2 separate regions of the Macaca mulatta genome follow, and region 1 is linked to region 2. A link is a contact called in public Hi-C data. All regions are on one chromosome and are shown on one strand. The core of a region is the stretch at or near the end of the contact, and the rest is flanking DNA. Distances in the headings are between cores, read along the strand shown. Region 1 holds the start of BCL6B (BCL6B transcription repressor). Region 2 holds the start of C16H17orf100 (chromosome 16 C17orf100 homolog).

What was found. A called contact is a pair of places that touch in the nucleus more often than the background predicts.
Region 1: a contact with region 2 is called in a Hi-C map of fetal cortex germinal zone, with 5 times the contacts expected there. The contact joins the promoter of BCL6B here to the promoter of C16H17orf100 in region 2. A contact is called at or near these places in 2 of 14 Hi-C or Micro-C datasets (fetal cortex germinal zone and fetal cortical plate).

Annotation. Positions count from the first base shown.
Region 1 is chr16:8,497,266-8,502,580 of T2T-MMU8v2.0, forward strand. BCL6B (BCL6B transcription repressor) reads left to right here and starts at 1,379. Exons shown (of 9, transcript XM_001105202.5): 1 at 1,379-1,551; 2 at 2,113-2,303; 3 at 2,534-2,755; 4 at 2,852-3,199; 5 at 3,527-3,651; 6 at 4,915-5,079; 7 at 5,163-5,293. The coding sequence starts at 2,125.
Region 2 is chr16:8,132,648-8,137,548 of T2T-MMU8v2.0, forward strand. C16H17orf100 (chromosome 16 C17orf100 homolog) reads left to right here and starts at 1,974. Exons shown (of 1, transcript XM_077970178.1): 1 at 1,974-4,901. The coding sequence starts at 2,262. The coding sequence ends at 2,639. MED31 (mediator complex subunit 31) reads right to left here and starts at 1,977. Exons shown (of 4, transcript NM_001194236.2): 1 at 1,850-1,977; 2 at 986-1,063; 3 at 609-705. The coding sequence starts at 1,877.

The DNA of each region.
Region 1 (5,315 bases), core at 129-2,628, 360 kb after region 2:
CTGTACACTCTTCCCAGCCCAAATCCGGGGAGCTTCTGCCTTGCAGCTGGATTCAGCTCTAGCACCCCTTCTCCAAATGAGCTTTGCCTTGCCTCCCCGCAATGTCTCCCGAAACAAAATATGAGGGTGTGATCCATGCCCATCTCTCAGATCAGGGACTTCAAATTAGGGTTGTTAAGCCCCCTCCTGCCCTCTCTCCCTTCTCCTCGTTTTCCCTTCTCTTGTTTACCCCACCCAATTTTAATATTAATGTGCAATTAAAAGTCACCTCCAAAGACATCTGGGTAGCAGTGTCTAGCTTAATTCGAAAAGAAACCCGGAGTTCCCAGGCTCAGGTCCCCCTTCTTGTCGCACCCATTCCCCTGGCTCCTGAAGCCCACGATTTCTCACCTCAGGTAGGAACCCCAGCCTGAGGAGAAAGTCCCCTCGGTCCCCTAACTCTAGCTCCCTCCGCCCAACCCTAGTCCCCTCCTAGGAGACAGAGGTGCAAAATAAACCCGCGCAAACGGGAGGAGGCTAAAGGTTTCAGCCGCCCAGACCGAATGGATCCTGCGCCCGGGTCTGAGCGCACCCCCGGCCGGGTGGAGACGAGGGGCGAGGCGAGGCCAGTGCTCGGCCGCCCCCTCGTGGAAGGAGCCGCACATTGCAGAGCCTTGCCTACTTGCCGCGCTGGACCCCGGCGTCCCGCCAGCCTTCAAGCGTAGCCGACGGGCGGGTGCCCGAGGCCCTCCTGAGCTGGGATTGGGGGAAAGCGAGCGGGCTTTGGGCGGGAGTCCGTCTCTCTGGATCCCTACAAGGACTCAGAAGAGAGTCGGGAGCAAGATAGGCCGGACGCCTGGGTCTCCCGAGCGTCTCTCGCCCCTCCACCCCCACCTCGGGGCTTTCCCCACCTCCTCGAGGGGAAGCAGCTGGCGGAGCCGTCCGGTCGCAGGACAATGGAAGGAAACCGACTAGAAATCATATCCGCCCTCTCCCTACCCCGCCCGGCCAGAGCCCCCCTTTTTGTAGGCCCGGGTACAGGAGCCTGTCATTCACACCACACCCTCCCCCGTCTGAGACCCCACAGGAGCCCACTGTCGTCTGCCCAAACCTGCTTTCTCGTTGGGATCCCCCTTTTCTCCCTTAACACAGTACAAGAAGGGGAGAGGGGGTGCCGTATGCACTTTGCTCCTGGCAAACCCTCCCAAAAGCCAAAACACCAATTTTCACTGGCCCAGGCCTTCCGACGACTCAGACTCCCGTATTTCCAACCTCGATATCCCTAACCTCCTCCCCAATTCCAATATCCCCGTCCTCGTGTCCACTTGCAGTGACCCAAGACCCCCTACGTTACGACCACCCCTTGTTTCTGAGGTCCCGCCCTCGAGACGGAGACCCCGCCCTGGGCTCGCCATCTGGAGAGCGAGGGAGGAAGGAAGGATACAGACCCAGGCGTTCACCCCACCTCCACCCCCGCCCCCGACATCCCGGCCAGATAAAGGAGCCCAGGCCAAGAGGGGAGAGAGACCCCGCCCCCCTTAAGAAGAGAAGACGGGCCCCTGCAGGACGGGGGTAAGAACAAGAGACTGAGGGAGCCAGACTCCTGGGTCCCCCAAGAGGGTTGGAGCTCGTGTGGAGCTTGCCATCAGCAAGCCTGAGCCCCAGAAACTGGGCTAAGCTAGGGATCTGGGGACTAGATAGGAGTCGCAGAATTCCGTAGTTCGGGGGAGAGAGCCTCGGCTGGGGTTTGGAGGTGTGTGGACGGCAGGCCGTCAGATCTCTAGGCAGGGTCGGACACCTGAGACACAGGCGGGCAGAAGGGAGTGGCGGTGCTGGAGGGGCACTGGGAGTCGAACCCAGGGCGATGGGCGCGGGATTCCCCACGCTCGCCAACGACGCAGCGGTGTGGAACCTTCAGCTGGCTCCAAGCGCTGTGGGATCTGGAAGAGGCAAGGGAGCGAGGGTGTCGTAGAGGGTATAATGAACAAGAAGAATTAGGAGGGAGGCTGCGTGTGCCGGGGCTAGGGGCTGGAGGCCCTGGCTCTAGCTGCACCACGGAAGGAAAAGGCAAACAGAGGAGGGAAGGCGTCTTAGAACTGCCTGGATCCAGAGCACTTTCCACGGCCTCTACAGGCCTGCGTCGCTATGGGTTCCCCCGCCGCCCCGGAGGGAGCGCTGGGCTACGTCCGCGAGTTCACTCGCCACTCCTCCGACGTGCTGGGCAACCTCAACGAGCTGCGCCTGCGCGGGATCCTCACTGACGTCACGCTGCTGGTTGGCGGGCAACCCCTCAGGGCACACAAGGCAGTTCTCATAGCCTGCAGGTTCGAGGGGTGGGGCAGGGGCGGGGCCAAATGGGAAAGGGGTGGGACCACAGGGCCTTTGAAAGGGAATCCGAAGCCAAGTCTTTCAGAAGCAGGAGGAGGAGCGTCCGAGAATTGGGGGCGGGGTGATAGTGAGGAGGCGGGACTTTTCAGGGGGCGGGGCTTCCTAAAGCGGCGCGTGTCTCCCTTGGTTCCCCAGCCCCTAAGGGACCTATCTGCTCTCTCTCCAGTGGCTTCTTTTACTCAATTTTCCGGGGCCGTGCGGGAGTCGGGGTGGACGTGCTCTCTCTGCCCGGGGGTCCCGAAGCGAGAGGCTTCGCCCCCCTACTGGACTTCATGTACACTTCCCGCCTGCGCCTCTCTCCGGCCACTGCACCTGCAGTCCTTGCGGCCGCCACCTATTTGCAGATGGAGCACGTGGTCCAGGCATGCCACCGCTTCATCCAGGCCAGGTGAGGGACCCCGGCTCAGCGTTCTCTGTGGGTGAGGTATTAAGGGCAGAGGCAGAGATTAGGCAATGGCACTAACGTTCATCACACTTTCCCCAGCTATGAACCTCTGGGCATCTCCCTGCGGCCCCTGGAAGCAGAACCCCCAACACCCCCAACGGCCCCTCCACCAGGCAGTCCCAGGCGCTCCGAAGGACACCCAGACCCACCTACTGAATCTCGAAGCTGCAGTCAAGGCCCCCCCAGTCCAGCCAGCCCCGACCCCAAGGCCTGCAACTGGAAAAAGTACAAGTACATCGTGCTAAACTCTCAGACCTCCCAAGCAGGGAGCCTAGTCGGGGAGAGGAGTTCTGGTCAACCTTGCCCCCAAGCCAGGCTCCCCAGTGGAGATGAGGCCTCCAGCAGCAGCAGCAGTGAAGAAGGACCCATTCCTGGTCCCCAGAGCAGGTACAGAGTCTAGAACCTCAAGAATTTGTCAGAGCTGACCTCAGCTAGAAGACAGAATCATTGGGCCTTCGTGGTCAGGAGGAAGGATGAAGGGAAATAGGGGGTGCATTTCAGAGACACTAGCTCACCTTAAGAAGCTGGCCAGAGACCAGGTTTATTCAGCAGGGTGGCACTTGGGCAGTACGATGGATGTGGCTCATTGGTCAACAATATTGGCTCACCTCCAGAGGGCAGGCCTTTGGCTCCAAATTTCCCAGGAGAGAACCCCCATCCCCCATCCATACAATCTCTTTTAACCCTTTCCCCTGGGCCTTGCCATCTGCCTAGGCTCTCTCCAACTGCTGCCACTGTGCAGTTCAAATGTGGGGCTCCGGCCAGTACCCCCCACCTCCTCACATCCCAGGCTCAAGACACCTCTGGATCACCCTCTGAGCGGGCTCGACCACTACCGGGTAAGAGACCCTCTTTCCTGGCTTTTCTCCCATGACTGCTCCAGGCAAGTTTGTGCCAAAAAAGCCCCCCAGAAAGGCCTATTCCAATGGTTGCTAAACTTTATTACAAATTAGAATCACCTAGGAAGCTTTTAAACTCTCACCGCCCAGGTCACACTCCATAGACTGAAATATCTGGACCTGGGAACGAGTCATCAGTATTTTTCTAAAGCTCTCCAAGTGCTTCCAATGAGCAGCAAAGTTTGAGAATTTCTGGCCTATCCTCTTTCGGAGCTGAATGATCAGCCCAAAGCTTGTCAGGGCCTCTCTGGCAGGCTGTCATTCAGAGTGGTGCCGGTGAGGAGGAGATTTTAGCCAGGCACGGTGGCTCATGCCTGTAATGCCAGCACTTTGGGAGGCCAACGCAGGAGGATCACTTGAACCCAGGAGCTCAAGGCCAGCCTGGGCAACATAGTCAGACCTGGTCTCTACAAAAAATAAAAATAAAAATTAGCCAGGCATGGTGGTGCACACCTGTAGTCCCAGCTACTCAGGAGGCTAAAGTGGAAGGATCGCTTGAACCTGGGAGGTGGAGACTGCAGTGAGCCGATATCACACCACTGTACTCGAACATAGGCAACACAGCGAGACCCTATCTCAAAAAACAAAAAAAAACAAAAACAAAAGAAAAAAAGGAGGAGAAACTGAAAACTCCTCCCACTAGCAGGGGCCTCCACCTACCACTGCTTTTTTTTTTTTTTTTTTTGAGATGGAGTCTCACTCTATCGCCAGGCTGGAACGCAGTGCCGTGATCTTGGCTCACTGCAACCTCCATGTCCCAGGTTCAAGCGATTCTCCTGCCTCAGCTTCCCGAGCAGCTGGGACTACAGGCGTGCGCCACCACCACGCCCGGCTAATTTTTGTATTTTTAGTAGAGACGGGTTTCACCGTGTTGGCCAGGATGGTCTCCATCTCTTGACCTTGTGATCCGACCGCCATGGACTCCCAAAGTGCTGGGATGACAGGCGTGAGCCTCCGCGCCTGGCCACCACCACTACTATTGAAGAGGAGATTAGCTGAGTACTCAAGTCAGAAGGATGTGGAGTCAGATCTGGCTCATCTTACTATCTCCTTACTTGGCCTTGAGCAAGGCGAACCAGCCCCAGAAGTCTTAACAATAAATTGGGAAAAAGAAAGCCCGCTACTGCGTGATTTGAGGTTTCAGTAGTACCTAGATAGCCCTCATTAGTAACTATGGTTGCCCTTACCCACTCCCCTTCCCAGGAAGTGAATTTTTCAGCTGCCAGAACTGTGAGGCTGTGGCTGGGTGCTCATCGGGGCTGGACCCCTTGGTTCCTGGGGATGAAGACAAGCCCTATAAGTGTCAGCTGTGCCGGTCTTCATTCCGCTACAAGGGCAACCTGGCCAGTCACCGCACAGTGCACACAGGTAGGGGAGGAGAGGGCCCTGGCCGTCCAGCCCACAGCTGTCCTAGGGCAGAGTCCCTGACCCCCCATCTTCCCTGCCTCCAGGGGAAAAGCCTTACCACTGCTCAATCTGCGGAGCCCGTTTTAACCGGCCAGCAAACCTGAAAACGCACAGCCGCATCCATTCAGGAGAGAAGCCCTATAAGTGTGAGACGTGCGGCTCACGCTTTGTACAGGTACGGAGCCAGCCTCCAAGTG
Region 2 (4,901 bases), core at 724-3,223:
CACTGTTTCTGGCACATAAGAGGCCTTAAATAAAAGATAGCAACTCTAAGACTCAGGTTAACATCACCTCCTCCAAATAACCCCAGAAACACCTTCCTTACAGATACCCTCTTTTAATTTCAGCCCATGGCTTATGTCACTTCATTTACAGACTGTGAGTTCTTCGGGACCAGAAACCTGGTGAGATGGGGAGGGTGGTGAAAGACAAGGTCAGACAAGGCAGGGCCAGATCATATAGGGCTTTAGCCCAAGAAAAGAGACTGGATTTTATTCTGCATGGTATGGAAAGTCATGGAAAGGTTCTAAGCAAGAAAGTAAAGTGTTCTGATTTATATTTTTAAATGACTAAGTTGGTTTCTGTGTAGAAAGCTGTTTTGCTTGGTTTGGTTTGGGGTGGGGGGGGGGCAGGAAGGTAAAAGTGGAAGCAGAGATAACCAGGGAGTAGATTACTGCAGTGATACAAGTTAGAGATGAGAGTGTCTTGTGTTAAGATGGTGACAACGAAAAGAAGTGGAGAGATTCCAAATACATTTTTGCCAATGTGAAACGAAGAAATCTATCATATCATAAAGTATACACATGCTTAGGATTATAAAAATTAAACTTACTTTAGATACTTGGCATATTCTGGGTCTTTCCAGTAAAGCAAGTATTTAAGATAATTAACAAAAGCTTTGTCTTTGAAGTAACCTCTTTGGGCAAGAACTGAAAAGCATTAAAAAAAAAAAATGTCTGTAGGTCAAACCAATCTTTAAACTATGCTTTGTTACCCCTAATGTAAAGGATCTATTTACATAAAACCCCCACCACCAACACACATTGAATTCAAAACACAAATCCCAGTGCGCAATTATATCTATATACCAGCATAAGTGTAATGTCATTCAATTGAGAATGTGTAAAAGTAGATACTATTTTGAATTGCAACTCTTCTGTCAGAAATCATTAGTAGCTACTCAATTTAATGAGGTGCTTAACAACTTACAATTAAGGTAATTTGGGTTGGCTAAACATTGCACAAATTCCAACTCCAACTGAAACCGAAGTCGATTTCCAGCATCATCTAGGAGACAAGACAGCAAAAATCATGGAAAGTAAGGGTCACTGTATATAATACTGATTTGTAGTAAGGAAACAGCAATAAAGAAACCTGACTAATGCCGAGATGGTCTTCCTAAACTGGGAGTTGGGGGAGATAAACCTTTCTTCGAAATCTAAGAAAAGCGGAGCCCTGATTAAAAGGAGTTAGAAGTTTCTCTAAAATTAAAGAGAAATCATCAAAGAAAGCAGCAACACAAACGGAGAATTCCTAAGATCACTAAGGTAGGCTGTAACAACTATGGCTTCCCCTATGTTAATAATGCGTTATAACAATTGTTAACAGTGATTAAGTTTTGCAAAAGCTACGTGCTGAATCAGTTAAGAAAAAGTTAGGATGCAAGAGACTGCGCAGAGCCTAAAAGATCATGGAGCGTATGCATATAAGAAGCACCAGTAGCAGAATGACACATAAAGTCCGGCGACGATATTTCAAACTTAGGCAAGCTCATGTGAGAAGCAGAAAACCAATCAAGGAGGAGACGGTTTAACACACAAGTCCTCTCCCTTAGTCTCACCCACGCCGGGGAGCTGGTAGGGTGGTGTCTGAATAGCAAAGATGTGCGAACAAACCAAATTAGGAAAACTGCAAAGAGTACCTTAGTCTTTCTAGACGCTACAAGAGCCTTCTCACCTCCTTGTCCAAATATTAACCCTGCCGAGAGTAAGGCCTGGAAGGAGGCCACGGGGAAGCCGTCTGGACCGAGGGGAGTTCCATCTGCGAAGACTCCAAGATCAGAGAGCTACTCACCTGTCTCCATAGCGACGGCAGCGGCCATAACAAACGAAGACACCAAAACGCCACCAGCCTGACCGAGCAAAAGCCCAGAGTGGCGGGGGAAGTTCCGGAAACCACGGCTCTCTCTTCCGGTCCCGGGGCACTGTGGGATATGGGGCCGGGCGGCTCCGCCCATCCCGCCAGCCCTGGGATGGCTCCACCCGCGCTGGCTCCAAAATAGCGAGGGGGCGGGGCCCGGGCCGTGGGAGCGCCTGAGGGGCAGGAGCCCAGTGTTTTTAGCCTTGGAAGGATCATGGTGTTTCCACGTCATCGTGTTGTGGCGCTCCCGGCTATGGCAGTACCGTAGTTTTCCTCTCTTCTGCCTGCGGTGACCGTTGGGCTGGGGGGTGCCCCGAGGCCTCCTTGGCCCCCTCACGCCGGCAGAATGGCCTCAGCCCGAGGGGCCAAGCAGTCTTCTCCCCGGGTGGGGACCACCCGCTACACAGAGACGTCCACAGTCCGCGTGGAGACCTCGTCCCACCGTGTGGAGACCTCGTCCCACCGCGTGGAGACGTCGTCCCGGCGGGTGGAGACCTCCCAGCGCCGCAGCGAGGGGCCCTCCCTCTCCCCCTTGGGGAAGCGGCTCCCTGGCATCCTCGAGGCGTCCTCCCGGCACGTGGAATCCTCCTCGCAGCGCACGGAAACGACGTCCCGCCACATCAGGGCCTCGTCCCTGAGGGTGGAGACGGCTCTGCACTGCGCGGAGAGCCCAGCCCCGCGGGCCAAGCCGGCCGCCCGCCAGAACGAAAAACCGGCCCGATGAGATGCTGCTTCCCAAAGGCCACCAAGGGGCCAGGGCCCTCAGCCAGGACAGAAAGGCCTCCAGTTGCCAGCCAGCCAGCCAGCTGCCAGGTGGACCAATCATTTTCGGTTTCATGGAAACAAACCATAAATCAATGGAAGAAACAGCCAAGCCGCAGTTTCTGAACACAGCCAACGTTTATTGACCATCCTGCGTCTTGGACCAGCCTACTTTTGACCCAGTGAACTATTTTCACTTGAAGCCAGCACAAAAGATTTTCATGCCCAGGATGCTGTCTAAATTGGCTTGATGGACAAAGAGGCTGTTTGAGCCTCTGAGCCAGGTGAGTTTGGGATCCACAGCCCTCAGAAGACCTTCACCCCTTAGGAACAGAGACCAAACTGAAATCATGACCTGTGGAATGATTCCATGCCTGCTAGAAACTTGAGGGGCAAGGAACAGACTCATAAATTATTAATGGCCTTTGTTTATGTTTCAAGGTAACTGGTGGTTTTCTTTATGCTAAGTCTTTGTACCTGGCACTCCCATCCATACACTTTTTAAAGGTAGGTTAGATGTAGTTAAAAATGACAGTAAACCCACCAGCAAGCAAAAATAATCTTAGAAGAGAAAGTGAGAGGAGGCCATTGAAACCTGGTCTGAGGTTTGAAGAAGATGGAGAAGAGTCATATTTATTGAGAACCTGCTCTGTGCCAGGTACTAGATGTTCCTCCACTTACAATGGGGTTACCTCCCATTAAAACTATTGTAAGTTGAAAATACGGTAATTTGAAAAGGCACTTAATATCCCTAACCTACTAAACATCATAGCTTAGCCTAGCCTACCTTAAACATGCTCAGAACACCTAACGTTGAGCAAAATCATCTAACAGAAAGCCCATTTTATAATAAAATGTTGAATATCTCATGTAATTTATTGCATACTGTACTAAAAGTGAAAAACAATGGTTGTATGAGTGCTCAAAGTACTATTTCTCCTGGTCGCTTTTGTACCATTGTAAAGTCGAAAAATCATAAGTCAAACCATCTTAAGTTGGGGACTGCCTGTATTCTGGGAACTTGGGCTATAGCAGTAAAAAAAACCAAAGTCCCAGCTGTAGTGGAGCTTACACTCTGGTGAAAAGGCCGACAAGCAATGACAAAACGAGACAATTTTCTATTGTGATTAGCACTATGAAGGAAATATATGGGTCATGTGATAGAGAATGGAAGTAAGAGGCTTCTTTTGATAAAATGGTCGGGGAAGTCCTTGCTGATTAGGTAACATTTAATCTGAGATATGTGTGAATGAACAGTGATCTGGAACATGTGCATTCTAGGCAGAAGAACAGCAAATACAAAAGCTAGAAGGGAACAAGCTTTGAATGTTCAAGGAACAGAAAGAAGGCCAGTGTGGCTGGAGGGAGAGAGAGGCGATTATATAGACATGGAAGCAGAACTGAAGGGAGGAGTTAGAAGCAAGCAGGGGCCAGTCCACAGAAGGTCTTCTAAGCCACAGAAAGGAATTTGAGATTTATTCTAAGGTCAATAGGAAAACATTGAAGGGTTTTCAACAGAGGAATGATATGATGCCATTTACATTTTATGTGGGACAGTGGTCCTCAACTAAGTGTGATTTTGACCCCAGAGGATATATGGCAACCTCTAGAGACATTTTAGTTTGGTAGACAAGTTAGGGGGAGTGGGTAGCACATTAGGTGCTACTGGCACCTAGTGGGTAGAGGCTGGGGATGCCACCTCATATCCTACAGTGCACAGGTCAACACCCTTCCCTCTGCCAACAATGAAGAATCACTGGTCCCAAAATGTCAATAGTGCCGAGGCTGAGAAACACAGTTCTAGCAGCTTGGAAAGCTAGAGCATGGTCCATTAGGACAGCATGCCACTTCTACATAGCAGGATTGTAGTGAGACCTAAGAAACAGTCATGGAAGAGGGTTGACTTTAAAGGTAAAGAGAAATCATTAAAGAAAACAGCAGCACAAATCGGACACAATACCTACCACTTGTGGGCCACTGTGTAGGAATTTTAACAGTGATCACTAAGGTAGGCTGTAATAACTGTGACGTCCCCTATTTTAATAATGCATTGTAACAATTGTTAACAGTGATTAAGTTTTGCAAAAGCTACCTGCTGAGTCAGTTAAGAAAAACTTAGGATGCAAACTGAACAAGAGACTCCAAAGAGCCTAAAAGATGATGGAGCATATCATATGTAAGAAGCACAAGTAGCAGAATGATACACAAGTCTGGCGACGATATT